Regions from separate parts of the Arachis hypogaea genome. Here region 2 is linked to region 1. Evidence: chromatin contacts called from public Hi-C data. All regions are on one chromosome and are shown on one strand. Each heading gives the region's core, a stretch centred on a gene start, on an enhancer-like site or on the middle of the called end of the contact. The rest is flanking DNA. Distances are from core to core; before and after follow the strand shown. Region 1 has its middle 17 kb from the start of LOC112704251. Region 2 holds the start of LOC112702687 (CBL-interacting serine/threonine-protein kinase 11).

Region 1 (7,117 bases), core at 3,052-5,551:
GGCAGGATGTGATTGAGCTGATTGTTGACTCCAAGGATTTTGCCTTGATTGATGATACTGTAGTGAAAATACTGTAGGGATAGAGTTCCTCCCCGCCGTTGAATCCAACACGCCGCAGTTTCACGTTGTCTTCTGACACCGTAAGCTCGAAAAAAGATTGAGAATTTATGTGATTTTTATGTGATTTTTGGTGTTAGAGGTTCTGCTTCAAATGAAATTTAGCTCCTTTCGATGTTGAATTTTAGTATTCCTAATTGTTGTTCTTTTTAATTGTGACTGTGAATGAACTATATACTTTGCATTATTCACTATCACTCTGTAGATTCTGATTTTGAGACAATTTTTGACTTTGTCCAGGATATCTTAGATTCTTAGTTGACTTGGGCGTGCTATGTGTTAATTTTTCCCTAATTAATGTGCAGTACAATTGTTATGTGGTGTGGTTGTGTGCAAAGAACAAATGATTGTGCTTTTTTAAATGGAAAATACAATTGATGTGAATCTTTATGTCAATAATTAGCATTGTTCATCCATTCAGATGCTCTAATCTGTGGTGGTTTGAGTTGTGGAGGTCCTACTCTTTTCATGCTGCATTTTCTAAATGTACTTGAAAATATTTTGCAGAATGCAGAATAGAGAAGAAAGTGAGAAAAAGACACTCTAGAATTAAGCATATGTTCTGAGTTGTTTGATGCTCATATTTTTCCAAGGTGATTACTGTGGTCAGAAAATTATGTTTTTGTTAATGATTTTGTTAGTCTAGAAACTTAAGAGAGATTTGCTGCCATGGGCAAATGAATTCCTTGGTTGTACTAACATTCATATGATTGGTCCTCTTGAATCCTTTGGTGGCTATTGCAAATGCTGCTTAGTTTCAGAATTTACACTTAATTAAAGTGTGTTTGAAAATTTTAATGAGATGGAATTGAATTGAATTCTAGAAAAAATTGATTTGCGATTCAATTCTCACCCTACTTCTTAAATTTGGAATAAAATAAATTAAATGAAAAAAGAATGGTTAAAATATATGTAATATTATTATGTTACCCTCATATTGAGGGAAGGGAGAAAAGAAAAGAGAAATGGGAATATTTAAAAAATTAAATTATGTTAGGGTTAGTTTAGATATTTTAACTTTAAATTCAAATTTCATTAGGTTGGATTTGTGATTTATTTTGGGCTTGAAGATGAGAATTAAAATTTTTAAAAGAGTTTAAATTCATGTAATTTTTATGTTTTAAAAGAAAGAAAAAGAATTTAATTCTCAAGAAAATTCTAATTTTATGCTTTCTAAACACATTCTTAATCTTTATCCTTACTTACATCCAAAAAAAAAATCTTTATCCTTACTTCATCCCGCATTAACAAGTTCCTTCATAAACAATTATTAGAATATCAATCCAATTTCTCAATCAAATTCAACAAAAATATCATTAGCCTTAATAATTCTATAAGAAAAAACTCAGGACACCGTAATTATGATAAATTGATTAAATTCCTTTTCTAAGAGTTTAATTCACGATTGTATTAAAGTGGCAATCCACTATCTAAACAAGTGTAACTCAATTATGATAATAACACTATTGTCTCATTCCCCAACTGACGGTAAATCATACATACATATGCAAAGTACGTCAAGTTCCCGTATGTTTTGGCCAAAAGCTCCCTTACAGTTGCTGAGGTTTGAAAATCGTTTTCAGCAACATGGTAATGGCATTCAATTTCAATGATTTGAAACGGGGAAAATATCTAAGTGAAAGCTTATAAAAGCAAGAGAACCAATAGCACGTACAAAGAATAAATCTATTTTTACACATGAAATTATGTCTAATAGATTTCTATCTCATATCATACTGTAATAGTCACCTTTATCACTCATCCCCATGAAACACAATATGACTAATACAAACACGAAGAAAGATGAAAGCTCCATTGTAAAGGCTTCCCAACCAATAACAACATAATGATTTAGAATGCTTAGAATAGCAATACTTCCAATAGTTGAGAATCCAGTCATGAACTTGGCTAAATTCACCTAGTTGCTCCATCATTCATTAGACCACAAAATAGAAAGTTGAATGATTAATAATCTTGCCTCGATATACAATCTTATCTTTTTTTTTTTTCTTTTTAAATTGTTTTTCAATTAATGCTTGAATAATAACAGTTTACCTGCTATCTGATTCAGAAAATACAGAAGAACCATTAGACCCCGTAAAGAATAGCAGAGATATTGGGAGTAGCACATATGTTATAGCTGCAAGAAAACAAAACACTAAATGTAATAACAAACGAGGAATGTTCGGTCACATTAACATTTCATTCCCTTAAATCTTCAAGAAATAAATATAGAGATGTTTTATCTCACCACTTAGCATCGGCTACCAATTATTATACAAAGCACATGCTTGTCACATAACACAGATGCAACTAGGTAAGCAACAATTACTTCGTTACCAATAAGATGTGATGCATTTATTAACAATGAGAAGAACACAGACTAAAATTTACAAGACAATATTCTGAGAGACTAAGATTGCCAAAAAGGCAAGTTTTTCCGTGCTCAAGCAAGAACCCAAATATCCTGGTAAATCTGCCATCTTTAACTCACCTCATGTTACGCAGAAAAAGGGTTGGATCAAGAAATCTCATTACCATAATGCTATATGGATATTAAATCAGAAGAAAATACTAAATCAAAACCAATTCTAATTTCTAACAAAGCTAACAAAGATAAGATGAAGATGTAAACCAACCACACTGATATTCAAAAGTTTGGTTTTATTTTATCACAGTGTCCGCTGCATAAGCACAGAGAAAGAAAATCTAGTGATTTGAGATCAGCATCAGATAAGTCCATATTAAAACAACAAAACAGCAGCAGTTATGTAAATTAATGACATAACGAAGAGAACAAAGGCCATATTTTTTATGCGATAGCTAAAATGCAATATGATTTCAAACCTAATTCACCTAATAGACATTATATTGTTTCAATCACAATTTGCCATACAAGATATATATCACTTCTCTTTAGTATTGAACAAGTGAATGACATTTCCACACCTTTTCACAAACAAACCTTTGTATATCTGAAATGGTTTAAACATATAATAGAACCTAAAAGTCAAAAATCCAATTCCACATATTTTTTACCTTAAAATCAACAAGATCCAACTTGGATTAGCCAAATGATTGATTGATATCCAGAATCCATACAACAATCTGGTCTAGATGACAGTATATTCAAATATAACTAAATTCACGGATACGAAAACCCAGAGCTAAAAGCGAAGGCCATGGAAGGCCATGGAAGCAAATCCTATGAACAAGCATAGGAGTAACGGCGTACGGCGTATGATTAACCATCATCAAAATAATTATAAAATATACCCTTTTTTTTAAAAAATTACTAATTAGATTTTGATCCCTCAAATTTTTTGTTTTTACACATTTTTTTCTTTTCCTTTTAATTTCAGATTCAGAGAAAAGAAGCATGTCTGCTAAGGTTTTTCATTCAATTTCAATCACCACCATTCTCTCGTCCTCTTCTTCTGCTGTATCTCTCGTTCGCCAATCCTCGTCGCCGCAACACGTCTCAGACGACGCCACAACCTACTTCCATCGCCGCACAACCTGCTTCCGCCGTCCTAAACTTTGAGTTTGATTACACTATTGAAGAGAAAGAGGAATAGAAAGTAACCTTTATAATATTAAATTGTTCTCAAATTATCTAATACTTTTTTCACTATATATTCTTTGAATTTTATATTAATTGCCACTTTTATTTTAATTTTTTGGTACATTAAAAAAAATTCATAGGCCACGTATCATTAAAGTAATAAGGCAGTAGAGACAAAAAAAAGTAAGACAATATATAAATAAATTTAATTTTAATATATTATTAGTATAAAATAATATTTAATAATTATTTTTTATATTAATCATATGAATAATCATATAAAACAACAAATATAATTAAATAATTATGTAAAATTTTATATAAAATAAAATTTTATTATACTAATAGCATAAAATCCGTTCTTTTAAATAATTATTCATGTAATCAAAATAAAAAAAAAACCTATTTTATTCCAACATTTTATCAAAACTAAAGTAAATAACTCCAAAAAAGTTGGAGCAACGTAACCCAGAAGAAAGCGTGTAAAAACTAAAAAGTGATGAAAAGGCCATGTTTCCAAACTCCATGCGTTATGTGACGAGTTTGAAGAGTGTACAGAACACAGTGGAAATTCAAATCAGCGTTCCATTGAATAAGTTAGCCATGTAGGGTACGATTTAAGTTTTAACACGAGTTTCATGCATGTCAATTAATTAATTAGGTTATGGTGGATGGAGCCATTGGTAACATTATGTGGGGTCTATCTTACTTAGTTATTATCTAATCTGATTGTGATGCCTAGCTAATAGTCTTTGGGAAACTATAGCTATTTAGCATATGCTTTATGACTTATGACTTATGACTTATGACTTATGGTTAAAGCTACCGTGTAGCTTAATCTCAAAACATTTGGTTTCAGAGATTTATAAAATGTTTTTCAAAATTAATAATTCCATTTTAAATTAATCTCAAAATGTTAAAAAAGACGATTAATTTGAGGAGGAGGGACTATTAAGAAAAGAAAATGGCTCCAAAGTACAAACCATTTAATTTTATAAATAATAACATCATGAATGTTGTTTAAAATAAGGTGGATTCTAGTATTTTTATATTTATGATAATTACAGTAATTATGTAAATATTGTTAAAATTAAAATTATATATTTTTTAATATTTTGGTAATATTTCTTTTAGTAATATTTTTTAAAAACATTGTTAAATAATAAAAAATATTATTTTAATTTTAACAATATTTTTTAAAATACTATAATCACTGTAGACAATAGTATAAGTATACTAGAATGATATTTAAAATAAATGGTAGGACTGCATCTAAATTAATTCCCTACAAAAAATATAGCATTAAATTTCTTTTTCTTTTCTTTTTTTTGTTTTGGACTTGCATTAAATTTCTTTTTCAAGATAGAAGAAAAAAGGCGTGTGAATCTTTTGTTTTTCTCTGGCCAACAAAAAGCCTTTTTTTTGGGGGGTCAAAAACAATGGGACCTATTGACATCACAAAAATTTGATACTACATAAAATTCATTATCCATTATTACCAGAAAAAGACCTTTTTTCATCCATAACATCTAAAACTTCTAATCTCCAATCTTAAAACCTATAGAAGCATGATTGAAGTGCATGTCATTGTCAACCACAATAAAATTATGACTAAAGGATAATCATTATAATTGGCATACCTTACAATTTAATGAAAGAATTTATTATAATTGGCATACCTACTAATTATCACCTAGTTAATTAAAATTTATTATACAAATTAAAAATAATTTAATTTTAATACATTAATATTAAAAAGTTCTTTACACAATTATATTCTTTTTCTTAAACTATTACATATGTGATAAGTGTGAAAAGTAATTATTTTAATTGATATTATAATACATAAATAAAAATATATGTCTTTTTTTAATATTAACGGTATATAAAAATTAAATCCAAGTAAATAACATCAATAATTACAAAACTTTTATTTTAAAAAATAATTAGGACGCAAAAATATAAAAATTAATAGAATAATTAGAAAGTATTCTTGATATATATATAAAATTCAAATATTAACATCTTCCTAAAATAAGGACGTGAGCAGGGATGGACCCTGATTAAGAAAAGAAGAGACACTTATTCCCGCTAGAATTTTAAAAACTATTAGTAATTATATATAATAATTGAATATATTTGTCTCTATTGTTATATTATTTTTGTCCCAACAATAAATTATAAATAATTTTTTTGAGAATTATATAAAAAAAATTTATTAAGTTCAATATGCAAAACTATATATTTTATTAAATTTGACTTAGTATCAAAATTTAAAAAAAGTAGTAATAATGTTATTTCTAAAACTAACCAATTAATTAATTACCAAATTAAAGCTTAGTTTTTTAAACATAAATAAAATTATCAATATATTTTTTCAAAAATTGATTGAGATAAGAAAAAATATTATCTATCTGTTAAATAATAAAAAATATAAAAAATTAATTTTTAGTTGTCTAACATTAACTAATTTTTCTTTTTTTATTCTAAAAAATTGTTATTTTTTAAAAAATTATAATTTTGAATTAAAAGTTTATAATTTAGAGTTGACTCCCTAATTGAATTTTAATTAATATTTTTTATTTTAACACTTATACATAATTATTCTAAATATAAATAAAATTATTATTTTTTATACTTATACATAATCCTAATTGTAAATTATATTACTAAATTTATTTTAGTATATATTTTTATTCATACTACTAATTTTCTTTTAGTCCTGTGTCACCCCACGCAAGTGGTGGGTGGCTTGGTTACAAAACTAAGCAAAAACTCCTGTCCAATACATGAAAGGAGTTACCAACGAATCAAAACACAAAAAATAAAACCAACAACAAAAAATTATATCAGATTTACAATCATTCAATATAAACATACACACTTACTTTATTCAAGGGAATTCTCGACCCCAATCCAATTTATTCAATGCTGTTGAACTATTCTATTTTGATTCCTTTTCCATAGTACATCACTTCTTGCTTCATTCTCTCAAAGTTCATCTCCTTTTAATTGAATATTTTATTATTCTTAATTTTTCATATACATTAAATAATAATAAAAAAATAAAAAATAAAAAATCATCCATACTTCTTTCATGCCTTTCCGCCTCAGTATGCCTTACATTCATATATTGAAATTGGGTGTGTATGGATCGGGTGAAATTCGATTTGATGTGATCTAAGTTCGCTGAAATATATATTGGGTCTATTTATTAGACTCGAATTCGACTCTAAATCTGATGAAACCTATACACTTTCGAGCCACAATTATACCGAGTAAAAATCGGGTGAAAATCGGGTTGTTAACATACATTACCTTGATACATTTTTATAAGCTAGCCTGTGAAAATATTCAAATTTCCAAGATTCCAATCATTATTTGACATGGTAAAATTCACTTAAAAAAATATAACAAGAACTAACTTTTCTCTAA
Region 2 (7,117 bases), core at 2,062-4,561, 34 kb before region 1:
CAATCAACATCATCCTACAGTTCAAACATTGGCAATATCCATGGCTGCCAAAACTACACCATGACCCACCATGATTACTGCGTTGGGTCTCTCAACAGCAACACCACCATTGGCAGTAATAATCCCATGTGTGCCAGAACTACAACATGACCCACCAAAATGTACATTTTGGATACAATAACAATAATAAACAACAAATATTTCAACCTATATATGTATATATATCTTTGTTTTTCCAACAAAAGACCTTTTTAAAAAAAAAAGGGGAAAGAAAATGGATTAAAAGAAAGGGACAGAATAAGATCAGACACTAGCAACTTGCTCAGACTCGGAAATCTCCGATTGAGTCTCTGCTGAATCAGAAATGCTATCACTTTCTGTGGTAGCATTACTTAACAGCTTAGGTGTCAGTTTGTTCCTCCACATATCCCTAAATCCGAAGAGATCCCCGGTTTTCCTCGTTGCCTCCACCACAACCAGGTTGGCAGTTACCCGGCAAACCTCCACCACAAGCCCAAAATTACCATTTTGCCCCTCTAGCTCCACACCACATTCTTTCAACCCTCTTACTATAAGCCCCTCTGCCACAGCCACCTCCTCCACCCTAGCCAAAACCGCCTCAACTGAACCCTTGAGCATGAGCCTCTCAGTGTCCTCTGCGGCCGCTGATGTGGAGGCACCACCGCCAACAAACAATCCAGAAAGATTCAAACCAGAAGAGAATGAGATTATATCAAAAGCATTCAATTCCTTCACCTTGTCCTCAGACCCAAGATTCCAATCCTCATGAAACTTGATCTCCTTGTAGCCTTTTCTAAACCAAGGGTCCCTGGTGATCTCATCAACGGTGAACCTTGTCTCGGGGTTGATGTCAAGAACCCTTGAAAGGAACCGTCGTAGATCCGGTGACATCCACCGTGGACACCGGTACTCCCCCTTGTAGATCTTCTTGTACATCACCATCAAGTTTGGATCATTGAAAGGTAGGTACCCTGCTGCAAGAACAAAGAGAATCACCCCACAAGACCATACATCAACCTTTGCACCGTCGTAGCCCTTCTTTGCCAGAATCTCCGGTGCCACGTACGCCGGAGTGCCACACAACGTGTGCAACAACCCATCAAACCTCACCTGCAAAAAGAATAGATGACCGATTATTAATTAGGCATGTTCGATCATTCACATGTAAACCACCATTATTTGACGTGTATCATTCAAAATTCCTAGAAATCATAATAGAAAATTGGACCTACTCATAATAAAGGTGTACCTGTCATTATAGGAGAGAGATCATTAATTGTTTTAGAGCAAGAAAGATTGGTGTTCCAGAAAATATTAATTCAACTAAATTAATATTATTATTGTTTCCGTACATTATCCTCAATATAAATTACTAAATTAATGTGCAAGCCATGATTTTAAACTCTGCAACCAAGATTACGGCATTGATGTTACAATTTTCTAGCCCTTTACAACAATTACAGCAGCATCAACTGCAAATTTTACTGCAGCTAGAATTGCAACCACAAATCCAAACCATGATGGGACAAATAAACTTTTTCTTCAACAAACCATTTAATTTTGTAACAAATTAATTAAATTCATAAATTTAGAAGCAATTCTCCAGCACCATTGATTACCCTAAACACAGGACTGTAAAATCCACCATCTATCACATTAATTACTCTGAACTCTAATTTGAGCTCTAGCATTTCATTTCATTACGGTAAGAATTTTGACAGAAATTTTTTTGTTCAAATTCCTGATGAAAAATCAAATTCCCCAACAAATTAACTGAACAAAATAACAAAATGATGCTGTAAATGCAAATTACAGTATTTTGGGGCTGACCTGGTCTTTGACGGCACTGAGTCCAAAATCGGAGACCTTGAGATTCCCATTTTCATCAAGCAAGAGATTCTCCGGCTTCAAATCACGGTGGAAAACGCCGCGCGAGTGGCAGTACCCTACGGCGGAGATAAGCTGCTGGAAATACTTGCGGGCGAGATCCTCGCTGAACCTCCCTTTCGAAACCTTAGCAAATAACTCACCGCCTTTAACGAACTCCAACACGAAATAGATCTTGGTCTTCGTCGCCAGCACCTCGTGCAGCTTCACGATGTTCGGGTGGTTGAGCTTGCTCATGATCGAAACCTCGCGCTTCACGTTCGAAACCAGTGACGTTCCCATTATCTTCTTCTTGCTTATCACCTACGCATTCCACAAATTCAAATACGTATTTTAACGAATTCGATCACATTGAAGAATTCGATTCAAAATTCAGAAGTTTCAGCAAATCATTCCTTAATTATTATTAGTTATTTACCTTTATCGCCACGCTCTGCATCGTTTTCACGTTCCGCGCGTAGTAAACCTTCGCGAACGCGCCGCATCCTAGGAGTCTTCCTAGCTCGTATTTTCCAAATAAGGCGGAGGTGGTGACCGTGGATGTGGAGGTGTTAGTAGTTGCCGACGCCGCATGCGGCGGCGCCTGTTCGATCTCTGGCATCGTGATTTTTGACACCAGAGACCGAACTTCTTATTTTTTTTTTTCTTTTTTTCGATCTAAAAGCTATGAAAGAATAAATAGTTGAGAAGGAGAGAATTTGATGTGGTGATTGGTGTTTTTGAATTCGCTCGTAAAAAAGTTTTTGATTTATTGCGGAATATGGTGTTTTCGTTTATTTTTCTTGTTTTGTGGGTTCTCATTCCGTTATTTTGTGCGGAAACACAGGATGTTCGGAATTGCACGGCGCTTGTTTTCTTTATTATTTTATGGTTGTTTCCGTATTTATATTTTTCTAAAATTTGCTTTCAGGACAAAGGTTTCCTATGCTTTTGCGTTTTTTTTCCCCAAAAAATTAAAATTACATCTCTCCTCCCTAATAAAAGACAGAGACGAGTAGTTATTTGTATCTCAATTCTCAAATTCTCAACCTGTATCTGGATCCCGAAAAGGAAAATATTTAAAATTAAATTTGTCAGCAATTAATTAATATTTTAAATTTTAAATTTATCTTTTATTATTTGTATTTATCATTATTTTGTTGGATATTTATTTGTATTAAATAAGATTAGTTCTTTAAAAAACTGATGAGAAAATTAATGTTGTTTTCGAAAAGATTATTTAGTATATAACAGAAAATTCTCACTTTTAAATATAAAAAAGATTTAGTTTATTGAAGAAAAAAAAAAGGGTTCGTTTCCGTGTTTTTGGGCTACGCGGGTATATAGTTGGGACTTGGGAGTTGAATTGAAGAAAGCTAAGTAACTTGCAGCTTTGTTTTGAAAGCGGAAAGAGTAGTCACGCTGTTTTTTATTACTTTTTCTTTTTTTAGGTATATTGAGAGGTAATTATAATTGGCCATACACATGTTGCATTGTGATTAGAAGATATAGTTGATAAGTTGAATATAATTTAGTAATTAAAAATGACACGTCGGTGCCGACTTGAGCCGTCTCTTTTATGAAATAAAAATAGACTTAATTTTTTCAATTTACATTCATCATTTTGTCTTTTTTTTTTAGAATTAACTATTAATTTAGTATTTAAAATATTTGATATAACAAAAAATTTTTTAAAAAATATTATTAATAAAATAATTTTTAAATTATTTAAAAATATAACAAAGATAATCAATAAATATGATATTTTTTATAAATGTTAAATTTTCGTATTTAGTAAATAAGTTATTCATTTAATTTAAATTTTTGTATCAATATTTAAATAAATATTTAGTAGATATATTAAAAAATCAAAGTAAAATTTGATTTTTAAAATTTTTTATTTTTTTAAAAATTAGTAATTCACAATAATATTTTTTTAAAAAAAATCACTTGACATAAAAGTTACAAAATTTTGAGGATGAAAAGATTTTATTTTTGTAATGATGTTTGCAAAAAAGCATCAAAATATGATTTTTAAAATATTACTTTAGAATATATATTTACAGTTATGTTACACATTGGTATAATTTTTCATCCAAGCTAGTCCAATACTAAAAAAACTCAATCTCATTAAATAAAACGTGACTTTCACGCACCCAAACACATGAAACGTTAAATATTCATTTGCGCTTCATTAAGAAAAAACGTTCCTTCTTCAACATTGAAACCGCTACTGGAGAAGAATCACGAGAAGATTTCGGAAGAAAGAAGCAAAAATGAACGAAAATAGCAACAGAGACTACGAAAAGTATAAGAAAAATTACTGTTCCTTTAAAATCTTGCAATCTCGCGTTTCTTCTAGTTGTATTTTAGGTTTAATGGATTGAGTTGCTTCGTTTAGTAGATCGACATATTCTGATTCCATTTTTATAGTGTAACTAGGGTTTGAAATGAAATGTGTTCTTATTTTCATTCAGTTCAGTGGAGTTGCTAATTTCGATTCAATTGATTGTTAGCGTGTTCAGTTGACTTCTTTTACATAGAGAAATACTATTCTTGATGATTGAATGTTTATAACGTTTTATTCAGCACATGAATATTGCTCGGTTCAGTAGAGTTACTCATTTTCATTCACTTGATTGTTAGTGTGTTCAGTTGAGTCCTTTTGCATGCAGAAATATTTTTCTTGATAATTGAATGTCTATTACGTTTTATTCAGCACATGAATGGCGTTCGGTTCAGTAGAGTTGGTTATTTTCATTCACTTGATTGTTAGTGTGTTCAGTTGAGTCCTTTTGCATTCAGAAATGCTTTTGTTGCTGATTGAATGTTTTATCACGTTTTATTCATAACATGAATGGTGTTCATTTCAGTGAGCTTGGTAATTTTCATTCACTTGATTGTTAGTGAGTTCAATTGAGTCCATTTGTATGCATAAATATTTTTCTTGATGATTGAATGTCTATTATGTTTTATTCAGCACATGAATGGTGTTCAGTTTAGTGAGTTAGCCATTTTCATTCACTTGATTGTTAGTGTGTTATGCTGGATCCTTTTGCATGCAAAAATAATTTTCTTGCTAATTGAATGTTTATCACATTTTATTCAAAACATGAATTGTGTTCAGTTCAGTGGAGTTGCTAATTTTGATTCACTTGATTGTTAGAGTGTTCACCTAGGCTCTTTTGCATGCAAAAATGCTTTTCTAGCTGTTTCATTATTTATCATGTTTTATTCAATACATCAATGGAGTTCGGTTCAGTGGGCTGGGATATTTTCATTCACTTGATTAAAATATGCATGCTTGTGCTTGTCGATGTATTGAGTGAAGTATTGGCCAAATTTTTTTGTCCTTACAGCAAAAATAAAGAAGACAATGATGACAAAGAAGGAAAAGCCGCGCTATAACGTAAGCACATTAAATATATTTATCCACTTTCATTCGAATAAAATCTATTTTGTATTATAAATATATCGTGATATTTTGTTTCTAAACCTTACAGAAAATTCAAAATTGCAGATGCCAAACAAAGGCAATAGCAAAGGTGTTCAAGGATATGAGTTAGGAAAAGAAAGATATTGTTGAAGAAATGGGATTCAGTGCGCTAGCACATGTCCTGGAAATGAACGTCTCTCACAGCCTCTTGAGAGAATTGATTAATTGTTATGATGACTATTATGGATGTCTGGAAACTCTCCATGAAAAAATATACATAACACCTGGCAAGATAGCACCTGCGCTGAGCATAAACCATGGCGGTAATATACTTTCCACTTTCTGCTTATTTTTGCTTCATTACTTTCTTTAATTTCAGTTCATTTGGGTACAGAAAATTAAACTGAACCTTTTTGGCTCATTTATTGCTATTCAAATATTGTAGGGAATCGTTTTCATAAAAAGGTTGAGTATGATACCCTGAATGAGGCAGACAAGGCAATAATTGACAGCCTCAAAGGCTGCGTTTGTTTTTAGAGACAGGACAGAACATGACACTGAAACGGAGACAATAGGACGGAGACACTAAAAATTATCTTTTGTGTATTGTGTTTGGATACGATGGACAAGACACTAATGTAATGTCTAGTATTATATTTGGATACACATGGACAAAACTAAAATATTATATAAAATGACTAAAATAGCCCTGTGATTCCAAATTTTCTACATCAATACAAATTAATTTAATAAAAAATGAGAGTACGTAGGAGTACAGACGGAACTTGAAAAAAATATTTGAAGAGGCAAAAAATTTTAATAAAAAAATATATTAGTATTTATATTAAAATAAAATTTATAAATATAATTATTTTATTTTAAAATTTATTATTAATATATAGGAATACATATATGGTTAAGATTAACAAAAAAAATAAATTTGAGTTTGATTAATAAAAAATTTTGTTTAAGTTAATAAGCCAAATTAATTTTAAATAAAAAATCAATTTTAAAAAATCCATTTTTACATGAAAAAACAATTAGTTTTGCATATAAAAATCTATTTTTATTTTAAAAAAACTAATTTTTTTATCTAAAAACTTATTTTTCTTTATAAAAAACTAATTTTTTCTTTAAACTATATAAAATCAATTACAATTTATAAATTACTTTTTTAGCATTTTAAAAGATCAATTTTACTTTTGATCATATTTATCTTTCAAAAGTTTCAAGATTAATTATTTTTGTTATTATTTTTATTACAAATCAAATAATATAATATAAGGTTAAAATGATATTGAAGTAAAACGATAAAAAGAAAAGAATTATCTACCCCCAATAAAAAATTCTACAGAAAGGAGAGAGTACCTGGAAAAGAAAGAGATAGAGAAAGAACAGGAAGAAAAAAGTATCTCTGAACAACGCAATAGGAAAAATAAGAAGGGGTAATAGTGAAAAAAAAGGAAAACAAAATTTATAAAATTGTCCGTGTCCACTCTTCCAAATTCCGTGTTCATCATTGTCCTTCGTGAAAGAGTGGACACAAAAGTATAAAAAATTGTCTCGGAGACAATATGTCCATTGTCCATGTCTCTGCTTCCAAACACTTTTTAAACAAGTATTGTCCATGTCTCCGTATCCTGCCCCCAAAAACAAACGCTACCAAATGTGTTACGTTGGCATCTTTGACAAAGTCTATCCTCGATCTGAGTGTTGAAGAGGAGGAGAACCGACAGAAATTCTGGAGGATTTTTGTCATCTTCATATAGAAGTGTTTCTTGTTGCCGAAGACAG

The links. A called contact is a pair of places that touch in the nucleus more often than the background predicts.
Region 2: a Hi-C map of leaf shows a contact between it and region 1, with 2.3 times the contacts expected there. The contact joins the promoter of LOC112702687 here to the enhancer-like site in region 1. A contact is called at or near these places in 2 of 8 Hi-C or Micro-C datasets (leaf and an unstated tissue).

The regions. Positions count from the first base shown.
Region 1 is chr7:17,886,080-17,893,196 of arahy.Tifrunner.gnm2.J5K5, reverse strand. No RefSeq gene overlaps it. Among protein-coding and RNA genes, the nearest start is that of LOC112704251, 17 kb to the left of the region's middle. Within about 2 kb of position 4,301, at least 3 of the 3 cell types and tissues checked have open chromatin away from gene starts, as enhancers often do.
Region 2 is chr7:17,919,049-17,926,165 of arahy.Tifrunner.gnm2.J5K5, reverse strand. LOC112702687 (CBL-interacting serine/threonine-protein kinase 11) reads right to left here and starts at 3,311. Exons shown (of 3, transcript XM_025753824.3): 1 at 2,327-3,311; 2 at 1,852-2,211; 3 at 1-1,131. The coding sequence starts at 2,509. The coding sequence ends at 304.